2 separate regions of the Arachis hypogaea genome follow, and region 2 is linked to region 1. Evidence: chromatin contacts called from public Hi-C data. All regions are on one chromosome and are shown on one strand. Each heading gives the region's core, a stretch centred on a gene start, on an enhancer-like site or on the middle of the called end of the contact. The rest is flanking DNA. Distances are from core to core; before and after follow the strand shown. Region 1 holds the start of LOC112733273. Region 2 holds the start of LOC112733278 (MICOS complex subunit MIC60, mitochondrial).

Evidence for each region. Hi-C and Micro-C count contacts between places; a contact is called where the count stands out from the background.
Region 2: a contact with region 1 is called in a Hi-C map of leaf, with 3 times the contacts expected there. The contact joins the promoter of LOC112733278 here to the promoter of LOC112733273 in region 1. A contact is called at or near these places in 2 of 8 Hi-C or Micro-C datasets (leaf and an unstated tissue).

What each region holds. Positions count from the first base shown.
Region 1 is chr13:127,201,220-127,206,457 of arahy.Tifrunner.gnm2.J5K5, reverse strand. It overlaps LOC112733273, which reads left to right and starts at 2,650. Exons shown (of 8, transcript XM_025782176.3): 1 at 2,650-3,019; 2 at 3,342-3,436; 3 at 4,242-4,489; 4 at 4,704-4,859; 5 at 4,979-5,135; 6 at 5,210-5,238. The coding sequence starts at 3,361. It overlaps LOC112733274, which reads left to right. Exons shown (of 6, transcript XM_025782177.3): 5 at 14-165; 6 at 277-999. The coding sequence ends at 747.
Region 2 is chr13:127,329,870-127,335,107 of arahy.Tifrunner.gnm2.J5K5, reverse strand. LOC112733278 (MICOS complex subunit MIC60, mitochondrial) reads right to left here and starts at 2,212. Exons shown (of 12, transcript XM_025782188.3): 1 at 1,641-2,212; 2 at 1,450-1,513; 3 at 37-726. The coding sequence starts at 1,651.

The DNA.
Region 1 (5,238 bases), core at 1,401-3,900:
TGATCTATGGCAGTTCCACCATCACAAAGGGCACCAACTAATTCCCTCAGGATTGATCAATTCCTACGCCCTTTTACTCTAAAAGCGGTGCAAGAACTTCTTGGTAAAACTGGGAATGTTGTCAGTTTCTGGATGGACCAAATAAAGACCCATTGCTATGTCACTGTAAGATTTTATTCATAATCATACTCATCTTCCTGACATGGAGGTTCCCTTGCGATGTTATGGTTATTAGTCATCATATAAATGTAATCAATATTTTGTGTTGTGATGTAGTACTCATCTGTTGAAGAAGCCACTGAGACACGCAATGCTGTGTATAATCTGCAATGGCCTCCAAATGGTGGACGCCTTTTGGTTGCGGAGTATGTCGATCCGCAAGAAGTGAAAATGAAGTTAGAACCTCCTCCTGTTCCGGTTGCCTCTGTCAATGATGGTTCAGCAGTTCCTCCCGTAACACCGACACCCATTTCCTTACAGCCAGAGCCTGCCGTTCGTCGCTGCAGAGAGCAGCCACCTGCTCCAACCTTCCCTCCTCCACCAACACCACAGTCAAAAACCCCTCCAGCAGCAAGAGAACAGCTACCACCCCCACCACCCCTTCCAGAGGATGTTGACCAACCTATGGTCACACTGGATGATCTGTTTCGCAAAACCAGAGCAACTCCTCGAATTTACTATCTACCTTTATCTGAAGAGAAAGTTGCAGCAAAACTTGCGGCACGGGGCAGAAGCATCAAGAAGTAGGGATTTAGTGCAATGATTCTTCGCTGTCAGCTTTTATGATTTTTTTTTATTTCTTACCATTTTTTTAGTTAACATGTGTTTCGTAAATGCTCATCTTGGAACTGTAGGTATGTTGTTGTTGTTATACCAATGGTAAGTATATGGTAATTTATATTTGAATGGGTTGAAACTCGAAACCTAAATTTGTCCAAATGTCACACTAATGAACTTTGTAAGGTATCCTTGGCCAAATCGAATGAACTTCCATAAGAATTTGCTTTGCTTTTTCCTTGGAATTGAATTTTGAATAATTACCTGAATGCATTAATTGTGTGCTTGGACTTGGGAAAGATTATTTACGTCAGGAAATTTGGAACAGGCGAATCTGATAAACATAGAATTATGTAGCCTTAGCCCTTATCATACATACAGCAAGAGGTCACTCACAAAATTACTAGTACTTTGTAGTGTTATATTTGGTAGCGACGAATAAGATACTTTTGTAAAGCTATATTCATGAAATTTTGCCTTTTTTCCTCATATCTTCTTTTGATGTGTAAATATTTTCAAAATGTTCTACTTTGATCGTTGTAAAATTTTTAGTTTAGAATAGGTTTAAACATTTGAAAATATTTGGCTTAGTCCCCAAAGGACTTTGTTAAAAAAGATATTGTCGTTAATATAAAACCAAAAAAATGAAAAAAAAGAATTAAGAGAAAACAAAGAGAAATGATTAAGAGCGTGTTTGGTAAATGGCCAAATGCGTTGGAAGCATATTCAATTTTTTTGAACGTCACTATTTTTGTTTGGCCACCTTTTTTTTTTTTTTTTCTAAACCCGAACATGATTTTAGGTTTAAACTCGTATCGTTTAGCTTTTGCGTTGAATTGATAGATTGGAAAATTTATTTTTTTTACTAATTTTGTTATTCAATTTCATTTATAATAAGAAATACCAAAAAATAATTATCAGAATTCTTGAATTTTTTTATGGCTATGCTTTACAAATAAGTAAGTTTTAATATTATTATTAGTACTCTTTATTAAGTTTTGTTTTTTATCAATTATTTATTTATTTTTTTAATAATATGGATATTTTTGTTTAGAACTTTTTTGATGTTGACTGATGTATATTATTATATTTTTTTAATAGAATTTTTAGTACTTATTGTTTATATAAATTTTTTAATCATTTTTATTAATACATATTTTTTGTTTGACTTTGTAGTTTTTTACTATGTGTTTTAAAATTAGTATATATTTTCTTTATTATTGTTAATTTCTATGATATGAATTCCATTAGAAAAATATAATTAAATACAAAAAAAATACTAAAGAGGAGTACTAAAAAATTATAACCAAGAGTACTAAATTTTAACACATAAATTTAAATTATTTTAAAAAAAATTATAGTCAAAAAGCATTAAAATAATATAGCTTTGAATAATATAAATTTATATCTTTTTTAATAATTTTTGTATAAACGTAATTTTAAATAATATTTATTTATTATAATTTATTTTGATAAAAAATCACAAATATAAATCACATTAATACCAATTCATTTTTTTATTAAAATTAAATTTATAAAATTAATTTTATATAAGAAATAATTGTTTTTTTAATTCCTGCTAATTAAATTGTTTAATTTTACACGCAATAGTATTTATGTTTGATTGTCTCGTAGAAGAAAAATCCATATTAAGAAAACGAATAGGTTGACCTGGTAATAAACAAAGAAATTAGTCAGATTAATAATTAATGATCAAAGAGAATTTGACTGTATTTGTATCCATTCATCGTTGTTTATTGAAAAAGAAAAAGCTTATTATAAAACTTATGATAATTGTCTTTTTTTTTATTTATATTTTTAAATTAATGAATTTAATAAAAAATACATATATTTTTCTTTTATCTTTCCATCGGATTGAAGAAGAAACGTTCCTGATTTCTGGTGATAGAGGAAAATGGTTGATTTTGTAGGAAGAGTCGGTGATTTTAGATGAGTGCGTATCTAAGTACTCTGAACTAAGGTGCGCCGTTTTAAGACAAACTTGTTCCACAGTTTGCGCCAAATGGACAAAACATAAATCCTAAAAACGTAAACATTTTTCTTCTTTTTAAATAAATAAAACACACTCTTCTCTTCTCTTCTCTTCTATTCTTTTAAGGCACATTCCTTCCTTCCCTGCCTCCCTCCCTGCTTCCTTCATTCACTCTCAAGAGTCAAGCCTTCACCTTTTACGCCGCGTTACAACCTCTTCGGATTCATTTTGCATTGCTGCTCTTGCTTGGTATCTCAGCTCAATTCCTCTTTCTTCCCCTTATTCTGCATTTACTCAATTCTTCATATGAACCGTTTCATTTGGATTTAATTCTCCACTCTTGCTTTAGCTCAATTTGAATCTCTTTTCTTATTGCTTCCGTTTTTTTCAAACTTGCTTCTGCTTTTGTTTCTTCCACTTTTCAGTTTCCCCCCATTTTGGGTTTTTCAATTTTAATTCTGTTTTAGGGTTTTAGTGTTTTTAAATTTTTAAATTTTCGCCTTTATATTCGTTAAATTGGTTTTTGTTTCTAGGGTTTCGTTTAATGTCATTTTTCTTTTTTGTACCGCAGGTTGGTTAGCAGGGGAGCTATGAATAGCGTCTTCAGCGAGCAGATACTCGCTGACAAGCTGTCCAAGCTTAACAGCACCCAGCAATGTATTGAAAGTATCCTTTTTTTTCTTCTTTCATTGTGCTTGGTTGATGTTTCTTGATTGAATTCGCTTTTCAACCATATGAATTCTGAATTACTTTGCCAAGTCAGATTTGAATTTTGCGGTTTACGGAGAATATCATGACTGTATGACTCTTTCTGGATGAGTTCTTGTGTGGGGAAACTGCAAGTAGAAAGCTATGGAAAGTATTATTTAAAATGTAGATTTGTTTCAATGTTTCGTGTTATCTATATGTAACTAGAAGTTAATGAACGTTCCAATTTTAATTTTGCAATCACTGTATCGATGGATATTCACTTCTTTTTATATATTTATGAAGCTCTCAGTTTTGCATCAGCTTTGTTAAGTTGAATTAAGTCCATTCTGGTTTTGGGGCATTGAAAAATTTGATCTTGAATTTTCTGACGGCATCTATATTCTTCTTGCCCATATATATTTAATCATGTTCCTTTTTTGGCTTGTGTATTTTCTATTTAGGACCTGCACTCTAGTGACACAGTTGTTTCCTGAAAAGGGTAAAGCGCTGCAGCATCCCTAGTTTATGGAAGATTTATCTTTGTTCCTATATACCTATATAATAATTGTTGCCATACTTATTTCAGTTTTAAGATCAACATCAACATGTAAGTGCTTGGTGGTGTAACTTGGAGTGAGTGTTTGAATTAGTGTTTTTCATGGCTTTTCTTTTTGTCTTGCGAAGGTCAATTTAACCGCATATTTAGATTCAGTTAGTTCTATGAAGTACATGTTTTGGTTATAGGTTCAAGATAATTTGTTATCATTAACTCCATCTATAGCTTTATCACATTGGTGTATATTTCACCGGAGCAAAGCAGAACTGGTTGTAGAAACATGGAATAAACAATTCTTCAATTCAGAGACAGCTCAGAGGGTTCCTCTTCTGTATCTTGCAAATGACATCCTGCAGAACAGCAAACGCAAAGGAAATGAATTTGTAACTGAGTTTTGGAAGGTTATTCCTGCAGCACTTAAAGATGTTCTTGAGAAAGGTGATGATCAAGCAAAGCAGGTGGCATCTAGGGTGGTAAGTCCCTATTCCTGCATTGGAAGTTTGTACTTGTGAATACAACCTTTCCCAATCAAAATGGATGAAAAAGTACGGGGTGATATGGTCATGAAGTGTTTTACTCCATATTCTTCATGCATGAGTTTTGAACTTCGCATAGAATATTCACAAATGGTTTACATACTGAGATATTGATTTCATTGTATTTTACTTGGTGCTTGCCTAACTTTAGCTTGACATATGGGAGCAAAGGAGAGTGTTCAGATCTCAGGCACACAACCTTAAAGCTGTAGTACTTGGAGAAGATGCACCTCCACCATTGGAAATCAACAAAAAGCGATCCCGTAATGTGAAAATTGTGAAAAGGGATTCTCGCTCCATTAGAACGGTGAGGCTGAGTACCTTTGTGGCTCCCCTTCCCCAAATTTATACTATAGCATTTTATGCTTTCTACATTGTTGCTTCCTTCAAACTAAGTTGCAACTGACGTAATTTTATGGAATTCAGAAATTGTCCATTGGAGGTACAGCAGAAAAAATAGTCTCAGCATTTGATATGGTGCTCAATGAACCACCTGATGAAGACGCAGAGATGAGTAAATGCAAGTCTGCTGTTCATCGTGTGAGAAAGATGGAAAAAGATGTTGACACTGCATGTGCTGTTGGTAAGCTATCTACAGAACAGACGTAACAACTGAGTTTTGAAATCCAGGGTTCTTATGTTGTTTTCTCTTTTCAGCAAAGGATCCCAAGCGAGAAACTTTGTCT
Region 2 (5,238 bases), core at 963-3,462, 130 kb before region 1:
AACCTCAATATTAAGCTACGGAAAAGTCATAAGTACCTCTCTTCTCTCCTCCACTTCTTGTTGTTTTGGTTGAATGTTTGTCATCCCATTTTCATCCAGAGCTGTACTAGTCTGTGTGGATGTGGATGTGTGTTGTATTCCCTGTTCCAATCTAGGGGCAGTAACAGTATCTGTGCTTCTTATGCCAAAACTCCCTTCAGATTGCACTACAGATGCTTTACTTTGATCATCAGATGTTAGATTGCCTTGAGGATGTTCAGGCCACAGGTTTTCTTTGGTAGGAGCAGTAACATCTACGGCTATATCGGATTTGTCTTGCTCTTGAATTGGCTTATCACCTTTATCTTCTTTCGCATTTTCTAGCTGTGGAAAATGATTATCAACCTTCTGCTCTGCATGCTCTGACACAAGATTTTCATTGTTAGATGTCTCCCTATGAGGTGAAATGAACTGGTCCACTGAAGGTTGTACATTTTGTGAGTCTCCATTGGTATCGTTGATCTGAGCTTCCTCATGAGCACCAAGCTGCTCTATTTTAAGATATTTATCTAAATAACCAGTTTGGTAAGCTGCTAGAAAAGCAGCACCTAAAGCAACAGTTCCAATGAGAAACTTTGATGGAGAACCACTAGACTCTGGTGGTTTGCCTGTAGAGCCAGGAGCAGGGGCAGGATCTGGTTTAGATGCAGTTGATAATTTCTTTTGTGATGATAGATGTGAAGGTATCTGCTGAATTAAATGAAGAGATTTTTGAAGATAAATTAGGAAAATAATATAATAAACATGGTTTAAATGTTCTTTTTGCTTCAAGTACAGATATAGTTAAGGATCCTCTATTACCCCAGAAACCATCAAACGAAAACATCCTAAGAGTACCCTAAAAGCTACCTGACTGAGCCTTAGACCCCAGCCTATCGCAGTATCGCTTCCAAACCCCTCATCATACTTAATGAGCTTTCAACTATCCTAATTTCTACCTGTAACCAATTCCACATTTTACAAATTTGAGAAATCCTAATCGCTCCAATGTCTAGCATTAGACGGTTCATGTAATATTTTTCAAGTTACATTTGGTGGTGGCTGACTGTGTGTTAAGCATGGACAATAAAATAAATAGGAAATAAGGATGATATTAAAAATTATTTGGTCCTGTTGAATGTAGTTAAAGTAGAAGTAATGAGAATATGACATACTTATGAAAGTGAATTAGCATGTTTATTGACCAAATGTTTTTCTTAAGTTAATAATCAATCCATGATCCAATGCCTGTTCTAGGTAAATTATTATAAGTGTAAGACCCAATGGTTGAAAATTAAAATCCAAAATGACAAGACTACTAGCATATGGGACAGAACCAACCAATTCCAGTGCCCAAATTATAAAAACATATATATGAAACTGAATTCCAAGAATGGCATCGAAAATAAAGCTTGAACAGAACACAGGCACCTGATTTGCAACATATCTAGGGCTCCTTCTGAGCGTTTGGCGAGAAGATATTTCCAAAAGCGACCTGCAACTCGCACGAGACAATGCATTCAAGGTTGAAACCACGGCCAATGAAATCAAAAGAGCGGGTAAGAAAGAAATACAAAAACAAGAATAAAAATGGTGAGTTCGTTGGATTTGAAGAGGCGTACCTCCGCAACATGGCAGTGAGGCGTGGGTGGCTCTGAGAGGATTGAAAACGAGAATGCGCCCCAGGTATACGAGGAAATGACTGAACCAGATTAGAGGAGCTGGGTTAGATGAGTCTGGAAAGGGCGTTGAATTGGAGATCGATAAGAGTGTGTTTGTGGATTGATTGATTGATTGGCGATTGCCGTGTTCCTCTACTACTGCAGTCTGCTGTCGATTCTTACTGCAACCGGAATAGGAATACAACACAATTTTGCAGTTTTCCCCCAAACTTTTCAGGTGCTTATTATGTGATTTTAATAGAGCTAAGTCTCAGAGTGGTCCCTGAAGTTACACTCGCGTTTTCTAGTAGTCCCTAAAATTATTAATTATCCAAATTGGTACCTGAAGTTAAACGCCGGAACTCAGTGTTGTCCTTCCGGCACATTTCCTCCAGGTGGCGTCATCGGAAAGCTGATGTGGCTAATTTGGTGACACGCGGGCAAGGCTAACGGCTAGCTGAGGTGGAAGAACGAATTTTATTGACTCAATTTGGTCCCTAATTCGAAGTTTAAAATCCCTAATTCCCAAATCTGAAGATCAACCTCCAGTGCCCTTCTCTTCTCTTCTGGTCTCTTCCGTTGGTTTCTCTGCAGCATCTTGATACCCAGACGACAATGGCTAGCGCGAGCAATGCTGCTGGAAGTTCGAACAACCCACGATCGTTTGGAAGCATCATGAGAAGAATGAACAGGAATAGGGATTCGCGTTTGCCAGAATGGTGCAGATGCGGTTTGAGACCAGTGCTGCGATGGTCAATGACGGATTCTAATCCAGGGAGACCCTTCGTGGGTTGTCCAAACTACAATGTAAGTGGTTGTTGTTGTTGTTGTTTGCTGTAATTTTGGATATAAATTTGGTTGATTCTTTTACCTTGGTGCAGACTGTAGGCAAGAAGTGGTGTGGTTTGTTTATGTGGATTGATAAAATTCTTGAAGAAGATGTGATCACATGTGATGGTAGAGCAAGCCCTTCAATTGACAATGAAGAATGGAAGATGAAGTTTGCTTGGAAACTTGGAAGATTAGAGTCTGAAGTTAGGGTTCTAAAAGTGGGTGGAGTTTTGGTGTTTGTATTTATGCTGCTGGTTACAGTAGCTATTCTTATCTTAAAGTTAGATAGGCAGTTTGGCCAATTGTATCTGGGAAGAAACACATGAATTATGCATGTTGTTGCTGTAGTTGTACCTGTTAGTTTGTTTAAAAGAAATAAAAATTAAAGTGATTGAGACTAGTGTGCTTGCATATGTTGTCAATAAAATAGGAGTTTATAGTGTTTGGAAAGCATCTTAATTGCATATGAGAGTGCAAAATAAAACCAAAAATCTGTCACAGATCTCTTCAAGAAAGTCATAATTCATATTTCATATTGTAGTGATTACATCCAAAATAAGGCATTATAAAGCCAGAACAATAGTCACCAACTATATCAGAGTTTTCAAAACATAAGTGTCATAAGTTTTCAATCTCCAACACTGGAATTGTAAGCAAGAAAGCATACACAGTACATTACTTCAGCAAAACAGAGAAATAAAGACACCATACTGTCCCTAAATACAAAAAACTAAGTCACTAATTCTTGGTTCTGGGTGGCTTGAATCCCGGATTAGGCACAAATCGCATTGCTGGTAGATCCGTTGCTGTTTCAGTGCTTGCAGGCTGACTGCTTGTTGGGAGAGTGCTTGCAGATGGAGTGATTGCAGATGGAGTACTTGCAGATGGAGGAGATGGAATGCTTGCAGATGGGGTGCTGGATGGTTGGGTGGTAGCACTGGGTGTGGACAACTTTCTCTTAGGAGGCAGTTTGGATGGCCGAACAGCAGGTTGTTGCACCTATGTATGAAACACCAAAAATTTAAAGTGACTAAGAAAAATTAATGTATGACCACAATACATGTATATATATGGGTAAATAATATTATCCACCTGTTGCGAGTCATCAGTTTCTGACATAATAGGCTGACTAAGATCAACCTGAATCTCAACCTGATCCTGTGACACAGCTGGGGCATCACCACCATTTACAGCAGCAGTTGGAGCAGAATTGTTGACCTCACCTCCATTAGCATTAGAATTAGCAGCAGCAGCAGCCGCCGCCACAGCAGCTGATTCTTCATCAACGGCCCTCTTATGACAGTTCCTCTTTGTGTGACCAGATTCACCACAATAGCGACAATGTCCTTTTTTATGAACTCTTTTCATTGAGGTCTTCTGCTTCTTGCCTTTACTTGACTCCTCATCAGCATCCTTTCTTCTTTTCTTCTTGATTGGCCCTGGCTTCTTCTTGAACTTTGGTGCTTGAGGTCTATTATAAGGTGATTTTTCCCACAGTGCCTGGCCAGGAATTGGATTTATATGGAAGTCATAGGTGTTGTTGTATGCTTCCATGGTCAACCAGCTATGACAGAATTCATCTGGCCTTCTACCAGCCCTGGCCAAAGCGGCACATGCATGCACACATGGCATCCCTACATAGAACATCACAGCCATACATAAACATAATTCGAACTGCAAATCGAAGATAAAAAAATTAAAAAATATGCATAAAAAATTCATACCACTTAGTTGCCAAAAACCACAGGTGCATGATCTCTTGCCTAAGTCCACAGCCATATTTGTAGGCCACTCATGAACTTCAAATATTTCGTAATCTGCATCACCAGACCACATGGGAACCCATTTTTTTTATTCCTTTCTTATCTTTTCCAACCTACTTCTCTGTATTGGAGGTAGAATCCCGTCATTGTTCCTCAACTTCACCTTGTTCCTGGCTATAGATCTCATGATGTACATCCTGACCTCCTCCAGCAGTGTGATAATAGGCTTGGCTCTAGGGTCCTTGATCCGCGAGTTGAAAACCTCACATGCATTATTGCAGATATTGTCCATTTTTGGTGCAATGCTGAAGAATGCCCTGCTGCATGAATTCTTTGGCCATTTGCATAGATAACTCCAAGCATCCTTATTTAGCTTTTCCAATTTTTTCATCCCTTCCACAAATCCCTCTTGAGTCGTAGACCTTGCACACTCCCAAAGCAAACCTCTAAGCTGATTATCCTTCCACTGTTTGTTGAAGTTCCTCCATAAATGCCATACACAGAATCTGTGATGGACATTTGGGAACACATCCTGAACTGCATGAATTAGACCCTGCAAAAGCCAGTCACAAAGTTTCAAATCGAGCCTCAAAATGGTCCCTAATGTTATTTTAATGAACTCATAGTGGTCCCTAAAGTTGTGTAAGTGACATCAACTTGGTCCTTAGCTTAGCTGAGTACACAGAGACTACCCCCTATAATGCAACCATCAACTATGCAGCATTCAACAATTACTCAATCTAAGTAAACAGATTTGTATTTATAAACCAGCAGATATTCAATTCAACAATTATTTAATTCACACAACAATGTCCTTAGCTTAGCTGAGTACATAGATACTACCCCCTATAATGCAACCATCAACTATGCAGCATTCAACAATTACTCAATCTAAGTAAACATATTTGTATTTATAAACCAGCAGATATTCAATTCATCAATTATTTAATTTACACAACAATTAT